2 separate regions of the Mus musculus genome follow, and region 2 is linked to region 1. A link is a contact called in public promoter capture Hi-C data. All regions are on one chromosome and are shown on one strand. The core of a region is the stretch at or near the end of the contact, and the rest is flanking DNA. Distances in the headings are between cores, read along the strand shown.

The links. Promoter capture Hi-C pulls out the DNA fragments that hold promoters and counts their contacts.
Region 2: a promoter capture Hi-C map of pre-B cells shows a contact between it and region 1. The contact joins the promoter of Mmp8 here to the promoter of Mmp13 in region 1. A contact is called at or near these places in 12 of 39 promoter capture datasets (the C10 cell line, cranial neural crest, embryonic stem cells and 5 more), 1 of 15 datasets of contacts at CTCF or cohesin (the NIH/3T3 cell line), 2 of 484 Hi-C or Micro-C datasets (adipose-derived mesenchymal stem cells and bone marrow-derived macrophages), 1 of 115 datasets of contacts at active chromatin or transcription factors (acute myeloid leukemia) and 3 of 9 other capture datasets (adipose tissue, liver and macrophages).

What each region holds. Positions count from the first base shown.
Region 1 is chr9:7,268,018-7,274,078 of GRCm38.p6, reverse strand. Mmp13 (matrix metallopeptidase 13) reads right to left here and starts at 1,565. Exons shown (of 10, transcript NM_008607.2): 1 at 1,402-1,565; 2 at 1,073-1,314; 3 at 38-186. The coding sequence starts at 1,524. Gm31639 (a long non-coding RNA gene) reads right to left here. Exons shown (of 5, transcript XR_379095.2): 5 at 2,571-3,987.
Region 2 is chr9:7,556,060-7,561,971 of GRCm38.p6, reverse strand. Mmp8 (matrix metallopeptidase 8) reads right to left here and starts at 3,543. Exons shown (of 10, transcript NM_008611.4): 1 at 3,329-3,543; 2 at 1,302-1,540; 3 at 480-628; 4 at 275-400. The coding sequence starts at 3,436. It overlaps Gm31751 (a long non-coding RNA gene), which reads left to right. Exons shown (of 4, transcript XR_379096.3): 4 at 3,359-4,800.

The DNA.
Region 1 (6,061 bases), core at 316-2,815:
TGTATGAGCATGTGTCTAAATAACTCCACACCCTTACCTTTAGTCCCAAAAGATATCATGATGTCAGCAGTGCCATCATAGATTCTGGTGAAATTCAGTGGTGTCACATCAGACCAGACCTTGAAGGCTTTTCTGAAGGCCTTCTCCACTTCAGAATGGGACATATCAGGAGTATAGTTCACAATCCTATTCAACATAGAAAATGTCAGCTAAATTTTGAAAGGTTAAAACTGTTTGTAAAACATACTCTCTTAGGGACTGGTGAGATGGCTCAGTGGCTAAGAGCACTGGCTGCTCTCCCAGAGGTCCCGAGTTCATTTCCTAGCAATCACAAGGTGGCTCACAATCATTCATAGGGCTATAGGGAGATCTGATATCCTCTTCAGGCAGGTGGCTGTATATGCAGCAGAACACTTGTACATTAAATAAATACATTAAACAAACAAACAACATAGAACAAAAAAAGCAAATATACTTTCTTAGAATATTGCTTTTCAACTTGAAATGGCTGCTTTAAAGTTTCCATTAGATATAATAGGTGCTTTAAAAGAATTAAATTCAAGAGTTCTGTCTAATATTTAATCACTGTCAAATAAATAAATACCTTGGCACCTTAAATTTAACATATTAAATATAAATTTGTTGGCAGCTAAAATCTGGCACTGTAGGGTCTGAGGAAAGAGTGGAACCCTCCATCTTCAGGAACATCATCATAAATACAGCAAAAATTTTTTAAATTTCTTCCCTGACTTGTGGTTTCATTTCTACAAGAAATATCTTGAGACACTCACCAAAAATAATGTTGGGGCTAGCATTGAGATAATAGGTCTTACTAATTTATTAGTTTTTTATGTTGACTTACAGAACTCATTTAGAAATACGTGTAATATAAACTTTTTAATTTTGCAGAAAAATGCAATCAGATATTAAATATAAGTTACTTCTGTGCTTCTTAACCTTGTATTAAAGCTAATTCTGAACCGAACCTCCAATTAACTACTCCAGGCCTACTTAACGTCAGACACGTAGAAGAAAAAAGTAACATATGTGAGGGACAGAGCCTCTGCTTTACCTGTAAGTTAAGTTCGTTTGGGACCATTTGAGTGTTCTAGGGAAAACATTGTATTCACCCACATCAGGCACTCCACATCTTGGTTTTCTCATGATGTCTAAGGTGGGATCATCAAGTTTGCCAGTCACCTCTAAGCCAAAGAAAGATTGCATTTCTCGGAGCCTGTCAACTGTGGAGGTCACTGTAGACTTCTTCAGGATTCCCGCAAGAGTCGCAGGATGGTAGTATGATTTCAAGTAGTGCTAGAAAAGAGACCAAAATAACCAGCTTTTAAGAGAATAGGGATTTGAGAAATGCACTACAGTGCCATCCTTGGCAGAATACAGTACCTCTGCAAACACAAGGTCTTCCTCAGACAGGTCATCATCATCATCATCACCATAGGGAAGGGGCAGGGACCAACAGGGAGTCCAGCTCAACAAGAAGAAGGTGGCCAGGATAGCTGAATGCATGGTGCCCAGCAGTGCCTGGAGTCTCTCCTTCCCAGGGCAAGCATCTTCTATTTTATAGCATGATAGTGATGAGTCACCACTTTGGGGTGTGTGTTAACTTCCTAGTGAGGCGAAGGTAAACATGCTTACATGGTATTTTTTTTTCTTCCTAAGTGTGGTTTGTGGCAGAATCTGAGGGAAATGGAAAATGAAGGCATCTCTACTTTCAGTGGGGGAATATCAAAACTCATCTGGCAAAATAAACAGCCTCAGCATTTTCATGGATATAGTGGGGAGAAGCAGCAGCTAGTATATTTTTCACTTCACTGGACAAAAATGTTGTCTTCCTTTTGTAGGGAAAACAGCTACTCTGAGTTTTTCAGGTAATAATAATAGCAAAGTAAAATGTTTGTTCCTGTAAGGAAAGACAAAGTTCTGTCCACAAAATGGTTATAGGTTGATGAGTTCTCAACTCTATTCTGTCTTGAGCAGCAACAGTGAGAATCCTTGCTGTATTTCCTTGAAGGCCTCAGAAATGTATAAGAACCAAGCTTGAGGTCTTTAAGACACTGTAGATGATTGAGTCCTGCCACAGACCACCGCAGTCGGGTATGGGGGTCCCTGGAATGAGGGTCCTTGAAGCGAGGTGGGTAAGGATTCAGTGGTGACAAACAGAAACAAACACAGAGGCAGTTTGAATCTGAGTGTATTCTGCAGCTCTCAAGCAGGGGGTTTTATACATTAAAAACTGAACATTACATTTCTTAGAAACTGTATCCAGTGAAACAATCACAAATACCAACAAAAGTCATCTGACACAGTAAAGCACAAAAATCATCCAAGCATTACAACTCTGAAACTATGTATTCAGTGAATCACAAACAGAACTGGTAACATCATTATAAATCATCAAAATATAACAATTCTAAAAGAATGTATTCAGTGGGAGCTGTCGTCCAAGGCTAGTGGTATATTTCCAGGAGCAGGTTAATAGATCTTTAATGGGCTGAACTAACTTTCTAGCCCCATGGTCAATTATTATTTAACATCTAGTGCCTGTCTTTTTGTAATCTTCAATGTATAAATTTGAACTATTTTAATTCTTTCTAATTAAGGCTTTCTTTACCATATCTCAAAATCTACCTCCAATGACACATGTGTAGTCATATGAAATTTTATTGTTGGGAAAATTTTTATCATAATAGTTTTGTAAATGATTTGGAAAGTAAAGCGTTGGTTTCCCTGGGGATAAGGTCATCTTAGTGGCCCCATCTCTAGGAGTGGTTTCTTACCCATTATTCTCAATTAAGATCTTGGCCTAGGCTACCAGGAACATGTAAATAAGAAAAGGAATAAGAGAAAGCAAAACAGATAGATTGCCATGAGAACTACAGCTCAATCATTTTTCTCTGGCAAAGAGTTCCACAACCAGTTCCAAGAGGCCTCCCCCTTTTGAGGTCAATCGCCTCAGTTTGTGGAACTTGTCACACAGATCTTATTGGAGGTGATGTGGCAGAGTCCTAAGCTGGAATTTTAACATCCTGGCATAACCTTTAGATGGCTGTGGAGACCTGTGTGAATTTCCTACATGTCCAAGCACCTGTATCTGGGCTCTGTTGGAATGCAGCCACTCCAATGGTTAGGACTAGGGACTATGGGTAAAATTAGGACTGTGTTTTGAGCCATCACTCCCAGTCAGGTTTAAAAGGCATTATCTCATTTAATTCCTACAAAAACAAAAGCAGATACTGTGCATAGGGCTCATATCAGGGCCCAATGTATAGGGCCTTAAACTGTAGTCCAGGAAGCTTAGAACTCCCTATGTATCCCAGGACCTTGAAGTCACTCAAACCATTGTGCCACACATCCTTCAGATTGATTTATTTGATATACAGTGGATAGAGTACACAGTTCTCCTTTCAGCTTCCTAAAGACCATGATTATATTGTGAAGCACCATGTTGGATCATTACAACATAAGCTCTCTGCAGAAGAAATACTTTAATGAAAAACAACAATAAACATCACTACTTCTCAACTCTAATGCGTATTTTCAAATTTCTTTCATGTTTTAGTAATTTATTCTTCCATTCAAGAACAATAAAGAGCACAGGCAAAATCACAAACAGTTAATGTTAGCACGAGTTCTGCCATTTTAAACAGAAATAGAGAAAGAGTAATCAGAAGATTAAAATAGACAGCTATTCCTTAAGAGAATGCCCAAGAGTGGGTGGGGCATTGTTCTTGGAGAAGTGATTGCAGACAGCTGACAGGATGTGTCATCACAATGAAGTGTTAGCAAACTCTTGTCAACACAAGTCTTTATCTCAGGCTGCTAAGTGTAGTCATGAAAGCCAGACCTCCTGCTCATCACTGCAGAAATGGCATGCATGGTTTCAAACGATCCACTTTACAACAGGGAGCTGAGTTGGCGTTTGAAACTGTTCTGGCAAAGGTTGCTGAAATCACTGGGAAATTTGAAAACCTATAGAATGAGAAAACATTAGGATGAAATTAGGAATGAACACTTCCTGCTGACTCTGACCAAGGTCATATTGGGCTTTTTTTCAAATATATTTTGCCAAGAATTCTTAAGTTCAAAGCTAGAGAGAAACAAAATTAATGATAAACAACTTTAGTAAAAAACACAATGTTTCCCTATTTGAGTTTGATTAAAATTATGAAAAAGCTGTAAATCAATGGATTTCTTATGTGAAGTGTTTGACTCCCATTAGAATTATGCACTGCCTGTGTTGACAATGTACATAAAAACCTTATTTCTACAAAATAAGTGACTTGACTTTACAAACACATGATTTTTCCTTTAGGAACACTCTATGAACATTTCTTTGTTCGTGTTTTATTTTCTTTTTTCCATAACCCTGTGGAATGGGATTACAACGTCAGTTGTTCAGTTGCTTGGTTAGTTGAATTGCTTGGGTCTTATGTGGTCCAGGTTGTCCTCAAACTCACTATGGAGCTGAGGTTGGCCTTATGATTGCCCTGCTTCCATTTCAATTCCAAAAAGAAACATTTTCAGACAATTTGGATTGTTGAGATTCATAATTTATTTTTATTCATTAATCCCAGAAAGGTGACAATGAACTCAAAATCTTAACAAAACATATCTTAACAATTTTATGCACAAAGCTTAACATTTGCTTTTGCCATAAACATGTTCTAGTTAGTTAATTTTACAAAATTATAGTCCAGATTTTATGGTAACTATAAACTGCCAAGACATGTCTACTTTAGCCTGGTGCAAGGATGGTGTCAGCCCTTGTCTTAGTCAGGGTTTCTATTCCTGCACAAACATCATGACCAAGAAGCAAGTTGGGGAGGAAAGGGTTTATTCGGCTTACACTTCCATACTGCTGTTCATCACCAAAGGAAGTCAGGACTGGAACTCAAGCAGGTCAGGAAGCAGGAGCTGATGCAGAGGCCATGGAGGGATGTTCTGTACTGGCTTTCCTCACCTGGCTTGCTCAGCCTGCTCTCTTATAGAACCCAAGACTACTAGCCCAGAGATGGCACCACCCACAAGGGGCCTTTCCCCCTTGATCACTAATTGAGAAAATGCCTTACAGTTGGATCTCTTGGAGGCATTTCCTCAACTGAAGCTCCTTTCTCTGGGATAACTCCAGCTGTGTCAAGTTGACACAAAACTAGCCAGTACAATTGACCCCTTGTCAACTTGACACACAAACACATCACTAGTAAGCCTCAACCCTTACATTCTTATTCATCCCCAAGATCTAAATAACTTTAAAAGTCCCACAGTCTTTACATATTCTTAAAATTTCAATCTCTTCAAAATATCCATCTCTTTTAAAATCCAAAGTCTTTTTACAATTAAAAGTCTCTTAACTGTGGGCTCCACTAAAACAGTTTCTTCCTTCAAGAGGGAAAATATCAGGGCACAGTCACAATCAAAAGCAAAAGTCAATCTCCAACCGTCCACTGTCTGGGATCCAACTCACGATCTTCTGGGCTCCTCCAAGGGCTTGGGTCACTTCTCCAGCCATGCCCTTTGTAGCACACGCATCATCCTCTCGGCTCCAGATGCCTGTACTCCACTGCTGCTGATGCTCTTGGTGGTCATCTCATGGTACTGGCATCTCCAAAACACTGCATGACCCATTCAGTCCTGGGCCTTCAATTGCAACTGAGGCTGCACCTTCACCAATGGCCTTCCATGGCCTCTCACAGTGCCGAGCCTCAGCTGCTTTGCGTGACCCCTTCATGCCTTCAAAACCAGTACCACCTGGGTGACCCTTACATATTACCAAGTCCTGCTGCAGCAGGAGTACAACCTTGGCCATCTCTGGAACACAGCCTCTTTGTGCTTTCAGAAAACACTTCCCAGAAGATGTCACCTCAATGATGCTGGTCTCTTCTTAATCACCGCTAATTTCTTAGCTCCAGCTAACCAGCATCAATAGTCCCAGTAATGCAAAGTTTTTGCTTTAGTAGTTCTGGTATTTTGTTAATCACAGCCGATTCTTCAGCCCCAGCTAACCAGAACTACAGAATCTTCACATTCAAAACAGCAATGGCCC
Region 2 (5,912 bases), core at 2,294-4,793, 290 kb before region 1:
TTTCTTTAGTTCACCAGTTACTTCCTTTCATTATCCCATGACAGTAGTGCACGTGCATTTAGGCACTGCAGTGGAAATAAAATTAACATTTAGCTTTTGATTAAAACAACAACATCAACAACAACAAACTTTCAAGGTAATTTATTTTTAAGTAGCAAAAAGTATAAATGATTGATTTGAATTCTATAGCAATGTGAGTAGGTATTCATCCTGACTCTAAGGTGGGAAAGATGAATTTAGAAGCTTCATGTGAATCTAACAATGACCCACTTACTTTTGGAATCTTGAGTCCACGTTTCTTCTGAATCAAAATGAGCATCTCCTCCAATACCTTGGCCTGGTTGAAAGGCATGGGCAAGGATTCCATTGGGTCCATCAAATGGAGAATTGTCACCATGGTCTGAAATGAGATGGTTTGTGGTTAGGCCTTTGCCCAATGTTTCAGGTTAGCTAGAGTAAGCAAATTTCTTTGAGCCTACCTCTTGAGACGAAAGCAATGTTGATGTCTGCTTCTCCCTGTAAGATCTCGGTGAAGGTCAGGGGCGATGCTACACTCCAGACGTGAAAAGCTTTCTCAATTGCTGTTTTCACTTCAGCCCTTGACAGCTGTGGCGTATGGTTTATAATCCTTTGAAAATGAGAAGGAGTAAGAATGGTTTGCTATTATTAGCAACCCCTTTGAACTACACAGTCACTCTATTTTGGAGTACGTTACTTATGTAATGCACTACTACTTGGACAGAGCATCAGGAGGGGTGTATGTCTCAGGGCTGAAGACAGACTGGAGTCTGGACAAGTAACTACTTGTCTTTAAGCCTTGGTGTCCCTGTCCATAAGATGATGATGATACAGTAAGATCTGCCTTATAGGTAGCTGAGGAAATTAAATACACTGTAAGCTGTTAGTTTGTGGGTTAAACATTATACTACACAGAAAGTGAGTATTATTACTGCTGTTACCAAGATATACAGAACAGGGCTAGGTTTTCTTCAGCAATGGTTAAGCCTCTTTTGTACTTAAAAGTAACTGACTAGAAGAGACAGTCTCATGATGGCATAGTCTTTTTAGATTGCTGAAGAGACTCAACGTGGTAAGCTGTAGGGTTGAAAGAACCCCGGGCTCTCTGCTTTCTCAGCCTCAAGCTAGCTTCCAGCTCACATTCTACTCCTCCAAATTTGGTAAGGGCAGGATATCTGTTCATTGGTCTATAGTGGCTTCCAAGTTCTGCAACAATGTCTGAGGTGTCACAGACTGTCACTCACTAGCTGAGTGGATGAATCCCCAGACTCTAGGAATGTCACCTGTAGGTCAGGTTAGTGTGTGTCCACTTGGGACTTCCTGGGGTTAGCAAGAAATCACCAGAGTCAGGCACTCCACATCGAGGCATTTCCATAATCCCCATTGTAGCTGCATCTAACTTCCCAGTCTCTGCTAAGCTGAAGAAGCGCTGCATCTCTTTAAGCTTCTCTGCAACCATCGTGGCATTCCTCGAAGACCGGAATTGATTGCTTGGTAAGTTGTAGAATTTTCGTAGGTAATTCTGATCAAAATAAACACACCAGAGTACTTGCTGTGAAATTGCTCCGGACATTTTGCAATTCTTTCTAAGTTGCCACAGAATGTAAACCAGGACCCGACAGGCAAGGGACAATAACAGAAATTGTGGGAAGGGATAGCTCAGTGGGTCAAGCCTGACAAGCTAAGATTGACCTCACCACCCACACAGTAGAAGGAGAGAGCTGACTCTTTCTTCCAAGTTTACTGTGTTCTGATTACCATATGTGCACTGTGGCATGCAATTCCCTCCCACACTCACGAAAAGAAATTCACTTAATTAAAATAACTTGTAGATTGATTTTGAAAGAACAACGCCATAGAACATTCTCTGCATTCCCTGAGATCTCATGGATTTTTGAATAAAAAACAAAAGTCTTACAACAGGGGAGGAATGAATCCAAGTCACACACCAACTGCTACTATACAGTCCACTACTATACAGCCCGCTACTATACAGTCCTCTACTATATAGTCCGCTACTATACAGTCCGCAGCATGGCTTTTGTTTTAATCAGTACTGGCTTTTAACTATTGTTTTTATATCTGTTGAAGTGTTAGTTATAAAAATGAGGACTTTTCTGCTTAAAAATTCTTTCACTAAATGGAGAGAGGGTTTAATCACCCTCACAGAGAAATGGAGGGTTCAAGAACCAAAGGGAAGGTGACAGTACAGGTCCTGGCTTACTGCAATGGCTTTCAAATGAGAACTGGTCATTTAAAAGATGTTTGGGGCAACAGCAGCATTTCATTTACCAAGATAAGATCTTGTAAGCCACTCTCATTCACAAGTGTTGACATGCCAGTCAATGGTAAGGTCTCTTTACCTTGCCATGTGTAGCCTATGTATATATACTGTGCTTCGTATGTGACTACCTGGTTATTTGGAGGTGACAGAGAGCAGAGCTTGCACTTTGAGATGTGGCAGGTGTGGGCAAATCCCAGCACTGTTCTTTGTCTCCAACATCACAGTCATTGTGATACTTAGAGGAGTGGCACCTGCAAAGTGAACCCAGCCCACCCTCAGTACGAACTTAGGGGCTTCTGTGCCAGGCACAAAAATGATTGCGAGAAAAGAGCAAGAATTATGCTTTCCGGAAATTTCAATACTAAGAAAACTATGAACAAGAAATTGGTGATTACATTCTCTTGCATAAAAAAGTGGCCTTTTTTTATACTATAAAACAAGAGAGATGCTAAACTTCCAAAGTTTAATAAACAGTCCTGGAAAATCTGATTAACAATGTGTTAATTTTAATTAATTATAACCCCCCATTTCCATCTATCGTCTCTATATGAAAGTATTTTTGGCTGCAGAAAACTATCCATACAGGAAGCGGTGGGCAGGTCATAATTTGACCTCCCCACAGCCCCCACCATTTTTTTAGTGTTGGGATACCAGCAAGTATTCTATCACTCTAGCACTGGCCTATAGAGCGTGGAACAACTGGGTTACAGGTATACTGGAAGAGAAAAAATTAGGTAGGCAACTCAGTTCATTTTATAAATAAAATATTCTCTCTGAAAAGGCTCCAGCTGCAGCTGGCCTGACAGTAGTGTTCCTTGGGCTTGAAAACACCCAGCTGTCTTCATGTCTACATTTTCCAGGGCCAGGCCTTGACCACGTGGAGTCTTTCAAGTCTCAGAAAGTGATGCTGAGCCTTGGCAAACCCATGCGAAGAATCTCTTTCTGTCCTTCTAGACTAAGAAGGGAAAGCCACCCTCAGAATTCTGTAACCACCGGCAAATCAACTGTGATAGACAGCCCATTTACCTCAGCAGTTTTTATATTTTTCTCTTCCAGGTGTTCAGGTACTGGGAAGGCATTGGCAAGCTGTGTGTGGAGGAAGATCAGTAATGGAAGTGTCTTCAGGCGAAACATAATCTTATCTTCCAAGACAACCTCTCCTGCCTTCCTCTGCCCCTCTGGCAAGTGCCCTCAAGCTCACAGCATCCCCTGCCAATCACTGCTCTTGTCTGGTCCCTTATAAAGCTACATCTTGAGCAACTTCTGCCTAAGCAGTATGAGGCAACATAGCTAACCGCACTCTGACAGTTCTTCAATGTTAGAATGTGATTTGGAACCTAGAAGTGGGGGAGTCATTCAACAAAGCAAGAGGATGGATCGCTACTTTTGTAAACTGTCAGGGTGAGGTGGCTGGCACGGGGGCTACAGTCTTCCAGTTTCTGTCTGTGTGTAATGAGGAAGTTGTGCTAGTTAATCGGGGCAATATTTTAAGAATGTTCAGCGATCATCTTGGGAAGCGGTGGCACACCTGTAAGACTTCTGTTTCTAAGCCACCACTGCTGCCTGATAGCGTGTGCCAAAGCAGGCTTTGTGTGGGGACCAAAAGCAGCATCTAGAGATGATGGCTTTGTTAGGAAAGTACTTGTCACACAAGCATGAGGGCCTGAATTTGATTCTCAGCATGCAGGTAAAAAACTGAACTTAGTGGTACATGAGTATAATCTCGGTCCTGGTCTGTGCCAGGCAGGGGGTGTTTGCAGCTTATTGGCCAGTCAACCTAGTCTACTTGGTAAGTTCCAGGCTAGTTAGAGACCCTGTCACAAAACAAACAAACAAATCCCACTTACAGCACACACAAAACATGAACATTCACTTTTAAATAAATGCACACGTCCATATACATACGTAAACAGCAGCTTCTGTGTGGCATGACTGCTATAGATGTACTAAAACATTCACTATAAGGTGGGTTTTTCCAGAGAAAGGACAAAGATAGTGATAGTTAAGACGAAAACTAACATCTGTTGTACTTACAATGTTTCAAACATGTTAATGACAACTAAATGCCCTATTCTCATACAGCTTTCAGAGCAACACACTATTGCTATAATTTTGCAGGAGAGGCAGAGGCTGGAAGACTAGGAAAGGCACATGCTCACTTTGCATAGGACTCAAGCCCATGAGTATGGTGAGAGAAACAGAGCCCATCCTATACCAGGCTCTAGTTCATCAACCTGCTATTTGAATCCAGGCTGGACCATCAGTAACTGTGGGCTCACAGCAAGTGGAAAACTTTGGCCTACATCCAGGGACAAAAGGACAAGGGAGAGAAGGAGATAGATGTCTCAGACATCCCCAGAGTGCTAGGAGGGTGAGTGAAGGCTTCCAGATGATGTGGTGACACAGGGCACTGGCTCTCTTCCTGCCTGCCTGTCTTCACGATCTAACTCCTGTTCTTCATTCTTGAAAGAAGTAGTTCACAGACTATGTTTTATTCTCAGCCCCTAAAATGAACTTTAAAAATGAATTTTTTAAAAAATGTATTTTACAAAAGTGTTTAGAACATAAGAGGTTAGGAATATTTTCAATTTGTGATGAACATAGCAAAGGAGAAGCAGAGGCTGGGTATGGAGGTCTGAGCTAAAAAGGAAGCACCTGGCCGTACGTTTCTTCTACAGTCTTCTAGTCCATTCTGGACTTTACTGTTTTTCCTACTTCTCCAGACATGGCAGAATTCTAGAGTAGGGCCTGAGGTAAATGTTCATTATCTGAGTATCTCCACCTGGCTCCCAGGAGAACTTTCATTCTCTCTCTCTCTCTCTCTCTCTCTCTCTCTCTCTCTCTCTCTCTCTCTCTCTCTCTCTCAAGTACAGAATACAGAAATCAACAAAGCTATACATGGAATTCAAAGAGCTTCAGCTCTTCCTGAAACCAGTACTATTGTGGTCGATTATGACTCTGGAACTGTAGCATTTGCAAATTACTTTAGCTGGGAAACCATGTATACACAGTACTTATTTACAGAAATGTTATGACCCAGATGTAACAAATAAATTGCAAAACTAGGAAGAGCAGCAAATACCTAAAGAACAACTCGGGGGATCACAATTATTTGGACTAAATCTACAGATTGCAGAACTGAGAGAAACCATGAAGACATGCAATAAGGCATCAATTGGGTAAGAGCCAAGGAAGAGGAGCTTCAGTTTTTTAAATCGTTGAATTAAGGAAGCATGATTGTAGATTGAAGGGAAAAGCTAAGGCATGATGCCAGAGGTGGTGACTTATAGAGAGAAAGTGGCTGGGAGCTGGCACTGATACTAGTATTATTTGATGGGAGATGAAGGAAAAATGTATTTTTATTTCGTTTTCGTTTTTTTTTTTTTTTTTTTACTTTCCTCCTTTACATAGTATTTTTTCTGTTTTGTTTTGTTTTAAATTTTTATCAGATATTTTATTCATTTACATTTCAAATGTTATCCCGAAAGTCCCCTATACCCTCCCCCCACCCTGCTCCCCTACCCACCCACTCCCACTTCTTGGCCCTGGTGTTCCCCTCTACTGGGGCATATAATTTTTGCAAGACCAAGGGCCTCTCCTCCCATTGATG